Regions from separate parts of the Zea mays genome. Here region 1 is linked to region 2. The links are chromatin contacts, called in public Hi-C maps. All regions are on one chromosome and are shown on one strand. Each heading gives the region's core, a stretch centred on a gene start, on an enhancer-like site or on the middle of the called end of the contact. The rest is flanking DNA. Distances are from core to core; before and after follow the strand shown.

What was found. Hi-C and Micro-C count contacts between places; a contact is called where the count stands out from the background.
Region 1: a contact with region 2 is called in a Hi-C map of leaf, with 10 times the contacts expected there. The contact joins the enhancer-like site here to the promoter of LOC100279513 in region 2. A contact is called at or near these places in 2 of 25 Hi-C or Micro-C datasets (ear and leaf).

What each region holds. Positions count from the first base shown.
Region 1 is chr9:25,337,836-25,342,470 of Zm-B73-REFERENCE-NAM-5.0, reverse strand. It overlaps LOC103638133 (alpha/beta-Hydrolases superfamily protein), which reads left to right. Exons shown (of 3, transcript XM_008661115.4): 3 at 530-1,186. The coding sequence ends at 848. LOC103638132 (a long non-coding RNA gene) reads right to left here. Exons shown (of 2, transcript XR_558582.4): 2 at 3,070-4,635. Among protein-coding and RNA genes, the nearest start is that of LOC103638133, 4.7 kb to the left of the region's middle. Within about 2 kb of position 2,065, at least 19 of the 20 cell types and tissues checked have an H3K27ac peak or open chromatin away from gene starts, as enhancers often do. A contact at or near this core is called in ear and leaf, where this site is marked.
Region 2 is chr9:24,657,032-24,662,141 of Zm-B73-REFERENCE-NAM-5.0, reverse strand. LOC100279513 reads right to left here and starts at 1,830. Exons shown (of 7, transcript NM_001152512.1): 1 at 1,597-1,830; 2 at 1-3. The coding sequence starts at 1,722.

The DNA.
Region 1 (4,635 bases), core at 816-3,315, 680 kb before region 2:
CCGTGCCCGGACACTCCGGCCGGTCGCCGGGGCCCCCCAAGGTCTGGACCGAGCCGACGAAGGAAGGAACGGCCTGCAGTCAGTCAGTACTCCAGTAGCACGAAACGGAACGGTACCGACGTGCCGTACCGGTGGCTGTCTGTACACCAGTGCCTGTAACTGTCCTATGGTTCAGTGAACCGAACAGGACAGTACAGAGCAGTGCCATGGCCCATCAGGTTTAGCAGTGGGCAGGTGAAGCAGAGAAGGTTCCCTGCACGGCCGGATCGACAGGCGAAAGCGTGGGCTCCATCAATCCTCCTGGTTGCCACACTCTGACTGACTGACTGCACCAGATCTATCTGCAGTTCCGCACACGCACGCACGCCCCCAACACATGGGCCAGGCGCATGTGGCAAGCAAGCCGATCGACTCCACTCCACTCCATCCCCTCCTCCTCCTTGTTTTACTGCTGCTGCCTCCTGCCTGTCTGTCTGTCTGTCGTGCCTCGCAGGCTCCCATGCAATGCTGATGCATGACTACCACGCAGGGTGCGGACGTTCCTGATCGAGGCGTTCATGTGCCACACGCACAACGCGGCGTGGCACACGCTGCACAACATCATCTGCGGCAGCGCGGGGCGGATGGGCGCGTACCTGGACGCGGTGGACAGGGGGCTGTCCTGCAAGGTGGCGTTCTTCCACGGCCGCGACGACGAGCTGCTCCCCGTCGAATGCACGCTGGCGGCGGGCGCCAGGGTGCCCCGCGCGCGCGTCACCGTCTACGACCGCAAGGACCACATCACCATCGTCGTCGGACAGGAGCGACTCTTCGCCGCCGAGCTAGAGGCCATCTGGAGGGCCGACTAGCTAGCGCTAGCTGCCTCTGCTAGTACGTACCCGTTGCGTTGCGTTGCGTTGCTTGCGTACGTCCCTCTCGGACGACAAACGCTTTTGCTGCTGCTGCTGGTTCTGGTTCTGGCAGTCAGTGTGCACAGAACGAATGAAGCTAGGCAATAACATGCATGGTAGCCTGCAAAACATCCAAGAACATGTACGTACAATTGTAGGATGACCGCTGTATCATCTCTCTCTCTCTCTTTTTTTTTCTGGTATAAATTCGAGTGTCCTCAACGGACCATATATATATATGTGTATGTATACCCTAAACCTATACGAGAGTACGAGACTCACTCGTCAGTCAGTCAGTCATTCAGTCCCTATTATTGATTGTTCGATTGGACCAACTAGAGTCGGTTCCCATCAGCAGCTAGCTACCTTGCCACCAACTCGATCGACAGCATCGGAGACGACGACGACGACGACGACGCCCGCCCGTCGTGTCAAAGCAGAATTTAAAGGAAGCTGCACAAGTTGGTTTCATAATTTCCATTGACGCCTCTATATGAGCTGTACGTGTGACAGCCACGCCTCGATCGCGCGCGGGCCGAGGGGGACCTGCGTGCGTGTGTGCTTCGCTTTACGCACGACGACTGATTATATTATATTCATCCGCCCCTTCAATTCGGTCTCGCTCGTCGCCTGTATACGCATGCATGCCGGCGGTGTTCAATGCAATGGCGCGAAAGGGACTGCGCTTGCTCATGCTCCGCCCCGTCAATCAATGCCACACCTAATCTCTTGTCTTGGTTTTTTTTTTCCATCGCCTTGCGTCTGCTTGCTGCGTTTGCCTTGCTGCATATCCGTCGACCGTCGCCTCTCCTTTTGGGGGAAATCCCCGTCGACCCTTTCGGTCAAGTCCTGGCCGGCTGGTCCTGTGCCAGCACCTGCCCCAGCTCAAGCTCAAGGATGAGCATTGCATTGCATGGCTGCCTTTTGTCAGGGACTACTAACTACGCCATGGTTGGGCCTAGCCGACCACAGTGCCAGCACGTACAATTCAACCAACTGCCAGGTTGTTAAGGAATCATGCTCGCATAGTTCAGCACAAAACTGGGCCGGTGGTTGCCGTGTTTCGTGCCCAACAAATCACGCTCTGCACTTGTGCGGTCTCTTGGAGTTGGAGCCCAGTCCATGGAAACTCCTGAAAGGTTGATTTGGAGTGGGCCCTTTGCCGGCTCACTTACATTTGACATGGCGCCCATACGTGGCGGTGTGACTTGCGTGGTCGACATTTGTGATTTCCATGGACTCCTGCTGCGTAACTATACAAACAAGCAGATGCGGATCGCGTTGTGCACGGTGTCTCCAGTCTCCAAGACTCCACTGCGCTGCTCTCCACTCCCTTCCACCACGGCATTCCCTCCACCACAAGCCCATCCCGCGCCTACTTAATGTACAGCACTACAGCATTTGTTTCGTCAAAATAATCTGTACACCAAAATCTCATAATTATTGAATTACCAAACTATGAATTATGAATTACAGAGCTGGCTCAATTTTGACCAGTCATCACCAAAATCTCATAATTATTGAATTAAAGAATTAGCGTAAAAGATACCATAACAGACAGATAGATCTCTGATTGGTAAGACACACCGCAGCCTCATGGATCCCTAGCCAATAACCACTACATTTCTGACATTGAAAGATTCAAACACCAGCTACCAGAGATTTAGATTGGGAAACTCCATAAAGAATCCGTGATGGACTAAACAGCTGCAAAATGAATAGCATTTGTAAACAGGCTTGTAAGATTTATTACTGATCCGTGAAGCGGCAACGGCAGTAGAGAAGTCCAAGCAAACCGAGAAGAGGTGGCGGCCACCGTTGCTACCACGTGTTGGAGCGAGACGGGGAATGGCGCAGCGGTGGCCGGTGCCCCAGACAAGTGAAGAGCGCCAACAGGACATGGAAAAGAGCACAAAAGAACAAGACGACACAGTACAAGATACAAAACGGAATAGAAAGTATGAACCGACTCAAAGAGCACATTAACTGGATCAGCGGCAATACAAACCGCCGGAGCGAGGGGTGCAGTCGTACTAGAAGAAAAGGAGGTAACTTGAGTGACTCAAATCTAACCATTATCAGCACAATGGCAATTGTGTAAGAAAAAAAAACAAACCACTCAATCTGACATGAACAAGAAAAAAAAAGAACTTGCTACAACTCCCGAATCTATCAACGCTTGGAAAAAACACGCAGAGATACACGGATGACCGCTACTCCCTATCATGGGGAGGTGAATTTGTTGTCAAGGATGCACAACCTGTCTTTTCTTTTGGTGACTGCTAGAGATGCTCTAAGGTGCAAGGCATCCTAGTTAAAGCAGCAAACAGATATAGAATCACCTTCTAGTAAGGCATGGGCCATCGTAGTAAAGCAGCAAACGTCAAAGAATATCCCAGGTATCATCAGCTCAGAAGATGGTAGAGTGCAGAAGCTCTGTAATGGAAAGCAGAACAATCTTAGCCACTCAAGCGCGGTATGAAACAAAAAACAGAGCCATAAAGCACCGCTGCATAAACCATACGAAAGGGGCTCAGCTCAGCATCTCCTTTGCTCAATCATAGAAATCAGGCCCTCCCTTCTCTTTCTGCCCAATCTACTCATCCTATTGTGAGTGGAACTGTCCTGGTTGTCATATATCCATCCAGGTGACCATCCTAGGCAGAACCACAAACAAAAAGGGATTATTAAATAGGCTACCAGACACGCAGCTGCCTTGGTTGCTCAATGGCGTGCGACTCCGAAAAGGTTGAGCATCATCGCCCTTCGTCAGCAGTCCATTTCACATATTCGAGTCCATTTCCATGTCCTCTAAGAGCAAGGTTAACAACATAGCAGCCTTGATTGCTCAAAGGTGCTTGTGTCAACCATGATACAGATCATTGCCTCACATTGGAATTTTATTTCATCGTTATTGAGCGGCACTTAGGTAGGAACTTATGACATGGAACTAACTTAGCATATCAGTCCTACAAACATTAACCAAGGGCGCAGGTTCAAATCCAGCAGCAAGGCAAATGAAGAACAGCCCAAAATCAGGGCATATCATCAACAGGACTTGCAAAGTAGCACAAAAGAACAAGCAGATATGAGCACACGAGTACAAAACAGAATAAAAGCTTTAACCAATTCAAAGAGCAGATTAGCTGTCTCATTAGCTGCAACATCAGCAAAACCAATCATTAAAACACCATGGGAATTGGGGGTAAGGGGGCAGGAGTATTCAGACAGTGGTACTAGGAGGAAAAAGGTCACTTGAGTGGCTCAGATTCAACCATTATCATCATAGCAAGTGCAATTTATAGTGGAAGCACAATGTAACCTCTCTCTCTCTCTCTCTTTCTGTCTCTCCCATGGCCGCATAACTGGTTACTTGTACTTACCACTGCCCCCAAAACGAATGCTTGTCAGGGTGCATAGACAAAATTGCATTCCTTTCGAGATGGAGGTAGTGACTAGTGAGGTACAAGCCATCCTAGTTACACAACAAATGGAGACAGAATAGCTTTTTGTTTGGACTGTATCTGCAGTACCAGCTCAGAAGATCTCAAATCAAGATGGAGGACATCTCCTTTAGTGCACAGCTCTCTAATGGAAATTTGAACCATCATAGTCACTCAAGAGTTAGTATAAAACAAAAGGATAAAACATAAAGCATGATAACATAACCTATAAAAGAAGGGCTCAGCATCACCCTTATTCAATCATGCAAAACGACTTCACATTTCTCTTGCAGCGCAACTTA
Region 2 (5,110 bases), core at 581-3,080:
CTCCTACATACCAACCACAGTTAGAACAAATCCAGTCACATAACATAAGAGATGCTTATCAAACACATGGCAGCTCTGCTGAGGTGAATTACGCTCAATAGTTCTACTCAACTAAACATGAGTAGGTCCTTGGTGTAACGTCTGAGTCTCCAACAAATTTTTCCTAGGGGAAACCTAGCTTCCACTTTATCATAATAATACATTTCTGACAACTGGACTTAGGCAGCCACGACCTTTCCTAGGCCGCCACCAAAGATAGCAGTCAAGATCCAGCCCTTTCCACTATTTTACCAAACAAGATCCAAACTTTTCACACGAACCTACCCCCGATTTCGCCGATCCAACCAACCAACCCGGGACACATCACACGCACACAAAAAAAAACCAAGATGCAAACAGATGAATCAGCTAGCCGCCTTACCTTAACGCTGTCGTATCCGGCGAGGTGGAGGAGGGCGTACTGGAGCATGCAGCCGTGGCCGGCGGAGAGGACGAAGCGGTCGCGGTTGAACCAGTAGGGGTTCTTGGGGTTGTAGCGCATGACCTCGTCGTAGAGGACGTGGCCCATGGGCGCGCAGCCCATGGGGAGGCCCGGGTGGCCGGAGTTGGCCTTCTCGACGGCGTCGATGGCCAGGAACCGGATCGTGTTGACCGACTTCTCGAGCAGCTCGCCGGTGGCGGCCTTGCCCTGGAGCGTCTCGACGGCGGCGGCACGCACGACGCGATGGCGGCGGGAGGCGGCCGCGGGCGGCGCGCGGCGGGCGGAGCGCAGGCCGCCGGCGGGCGAGCCCAGGCGGCGGAAGCCCAGGCGCTCGGCCGGGGCCGGCGCCCCGGCGGCGCCCGCGCGCGCGGCGATGGTGGCGTGCGCGGCGGCGACCGAGTGCGTAGCCATGGCGCGTGTGGTGACTGTAGGTGTCTGTGCTGTGTGTGCGCGCGCGCCGGGTGGAGAGAGGAGCGGCGGAGATGCCGAGTCTAGTAGTCTGCCTGCGGTCGCGGAGATGGGAGGAGAGGGGGGTTATGTATAGGGCAGACGCCGGGGTGCGTTTGTGGGGGGACGCGTTGCCAATCGAGACGGTAGCAGCCCAGCCCAGCCGAGCTGAGGCGGCTACGGAAATCCCGGTGGACATGGTCCATGGACCAGGGGTTTGTACCGGTAGCACTACTAGGTTTTAAGGAGACATTGGCAGCTAGGGGCTTTGGTCAGCAAATACTTGATTTTTATAGTATAAGTGCACTCCTATCGACCTCTTGATGACCTAAATGTACCTTTTTTGTTGAGTAAAAATGTGAAAGGAGGAAAAGTTAGATTTGGATGAGCAGTATGCGTAGGTCGTACTGAACAAAAACAGGCACACCTTGAATATCTATAAAATAGGGGACACGAGACGAGACTGTAAATAGACACTGTTTTTAGAGATAAGTTTGAAAAATAATAAGATAAAGGATCTGTTCAAAGTAGTCTTAACAAGCCATAAGCTACGGGCGCCGGCTCCTCTTGCATGCATCTCGTACATGAAACTACCCGTTCCTCACGCGGCGTGAGTCACGCCTAAAGCCAACTCCGGGCGCCCGGACGTGGTGAGGAACTTGACCTACCTTGGGCGCGCCTGCTCCGCCGCTGAGCAGCTGGCGTCGTGCACACAGCTGCTCCGCCATGGCCGGCCGCGCCACTCTTCCGCGGTGCGCCGGCGCGATGCGCCGATGCCCCGTCCCTTCCGTCATCAGGCCCCACGGCAAAAGGTTGCTCGTGTACTTTCTACTCGTACGTACTTCGTATACCCATACGCATGCAATCGCCGAATGCAAAAAGAGAGAGGGAGAGACCGAGAGAGGAACAGGAAAAAGGAATGGGGACGCGGGTGGACGTGCGGTTCTTGTTAAACCAAAGAGATAAGGGCATCATCACGAACGTATGAGGCCGCGCTCGCCTTGCCTTCACGTGGGCTCCACCGATCCATCCATGACCATATATGACCATCAAGGTGGTGCTATACTTGGTTTTGCAGTGGTTGTGTGCATACGAGGGGTTACATTGCCGTTTTAGAGCCACTCAAAGAGATTAGCTAAAAAGACTAGCCAAATTTACTGATTTAGCTACTCTCTAAAATAGATTTTAGAGAAAAAAATGTAGGCTAATCCAACAGACTCGGTAAATCTACGGACTGAATAGAGAGTTAAGCAGACTATCTAAAATTGGAGAGCGAAGATGGAGAAATAGAGTCACTAAATTTGAAGAGTCGTTTACAGAGTCTATTGGATACAATTTTCTTTTAATATTAGCTAAATTTATCTTTACAAAATTATATACCTAGTCTCTTGGAGTTGCCCTTATACTTTCAAACACTACCGGAATCAGCTCCTTTGGGCTATTTTACACTCGGCAAAGAACGCTCGACGAACTGTACATCGGCAACAGCCTCTTTGCCGAGTACTTTTTGTCGGGCACTCGGCAAAGACTTTGCCGAGTGCCAATGGCACTCGGCAAAGAAAAGTCACCGTCACGGCGTCAAGTGACGGTGACGGATCCTTTGCCGAGCGCCTTCTGTGGCACTCGGCAAAGAGGCCAATTTTGCCGAGTGTGAGGCCCTCGGCAAAGACTGGTCCAGTGGGCCCCACCGCCAGTCCCTGTGCCGAGAGCTTTAGTAGGCACTCGGCAAAGGAGGCTTCTTTGCCGAGTGTCTGGTGGACTGGCACTCGGCAAAGAACCCTCCAGTGGGCTCCTTTGCCAGTATCTTTGCCGAGTGCCTTGGCACCAGCACTCGGCAAAGATGTCTTTGCCGGTTCCCAGGTTTCCTTCTTTGCCGAGTGCCATTGTCAGCACTCGGCAAAGATGGCTTTACCGATTTCCAGGTTTTCTTCTTTGCTGAGTGCCATGGTCATAGCACTCGGCAAAGCGGCCCTTTGCCGAGTGTTACACTCGGCAAAGTGACCAGGATGTCCCTTTTTATTTGCTTTTGTTGTTTCATCCAAACATACAAAAGATATATATCATTCACATCACATTATATATCAATCACATCACAGAATGAACACATTTATCATCAACACCATATATATCACAAAGTCTCACTAAAGTCTCACAAATATAAGTCAGGATCATCACAAAACAGATATAAGGCTGCATCATCACTAACATCACCAAGTATCTCACAAGATAAAGTCTAACTAACATCACCAACACTCATAAAGGTAAGTCTGGATCATCACAAAACAGATCATCAACGAGGTGGGCATCTGGACTGGTTCGGCGAAGGGCTGGACGAAGCATGAGGGTTGTTCGACGCCGCCGATTGACCCTGCACAGAGAAGAGATTGTATGTGTGAGAACATATGAATATATATCATGCAGTACTAAAATTTTGATACTCACAGGAGTAGTGAACTCTGTAGGGTCAGCTGCAGGGAACAACGGAGGTGGTGGAGCATGACCCTGTGCGGCGCCAAGGCTCTGCATGTACGCGAACATCTCCGCCATCCTCTTCTCCAGCTCCTCACGTTGCCTCCTCTCATCATCTAGCTGAGTCTGTAATATTTCGCCCTAATGTTACGATAATGCAAAGAGAAGATATATAAAAATCAATGAACGATGAATAGATAAGGAATAACCTGGAGTTGCTGGATACGATGCTGTGAGGTGTCCTGCCGAGGTCGTATGGCTGGGCTCGCGCTCGTGCTCCTTGCTCGCACCTGAGAGAGAGTGGGAGTGGAGGACGAGTCGATTGCCCCGTCGGCAATCCAGTACCGCCCATGCCTCTTGCCTCCTCCGACCCTCATGAGGACATCTCCGTCGATGTCCTCGGTCCTCGGATCGTAATCTGGCCCATGGACCTCCTTGGCCATGGCGGTGTACTCACTGAGTCGGTTGTGGATGGCGGGGTTGGTGTACGCCTCGGGCCCGTCATCCGGGTTGTAGGTGACGTCGGACGTCGCCTTCCCCTTGTGGGCCATGGCATATGCCGAGAACGTGGAGCAAGGCGCGCCACCATGTGCCGCTGACTGCGAGAAAACTAACGAGATGGTTAGAAATCATGTCTAATCGAAAGTTATATACCTAAATAAAAAAGAGCGCGTACCCATGCTTCCGCGTATTTGCCCAGGCTGCGGCTGCCTTGATGGTGGGAGGGACCTTGCATCAGCAAACGTCGTTCCCGGCTAGCGTTGTGCGCCTCATCCCACTCAGTCGAGCACCACCTCTGCACCATCTGCTCCCAGCACTTAGGATGCGCGGCGCACCAATGAGGAATCATCTAAAAAAATAAGTACACCGCATATTAGAAGATAAAAATAACCATATTTAGTACTGTCGGGGACCATAATTAGGGGTACCCTCAAGACGCCTAATTCTCAGCTGGTAACCCCCATCAGCATAAAGCTGCAAAGGCCTGATGGGTACGATTAAGTCAGGGATCAGTCCACACGAGTGACTCGATCACGCTTCACCCGAGCCTAGCCTCGGCCAAGGGCAGCCGACCTCGAGAGACTTCCGTCTCGCCCGAGGCCCCCCTTTTTACGGCGGACACATCACCGGCTCGCCCGAGGCCTTGGCTTCGCTCAGAAGCAACCCTGACTAAATCGCCACACCGACTGACCAAGTTGCAGGAGCATTTAACGCAAAGGTGGCCTGACACCTTTATCCTGACACGTGCCCCCCCGGCAGAGCCGAAGTGACCGCCGTCACTCCACCGCTCCACTGACCAGTCTGACAAAAGGACAGCGCCGCCTGCGCCACTCCGACTGCGGTGCCACTCGACAGAGTGAGTCTGACAGGCAGTCAGGCCTTGCCAAAGGCGCCACGGCGAACTCCGCTCCGCCCGACCCCAGGGCTCGGACTCGGGCTAAGACCCGGAAGACGGCGAACTCCGCTCCGCCCGACCCCAGGGCTCGGACTCAGGCTAAGACCCGGAAGACGGCGAACTCCGCTCCGCCCGACCCCAGGGCTCGGACTCGGGCTAAGACCCGGAAGACGGCGAACTCCGCTCCGCCCGACCCAGGGCTCGGACTCGGGCTAAGACCCGGAAGACGGCGAACTCCGCTCCGCCCGACCCCAGGGCTCGGACTCGGGCTAAGACCCGGAAGACGGCGAACTCCGCTCCGCCCGACCCCAGGGCTC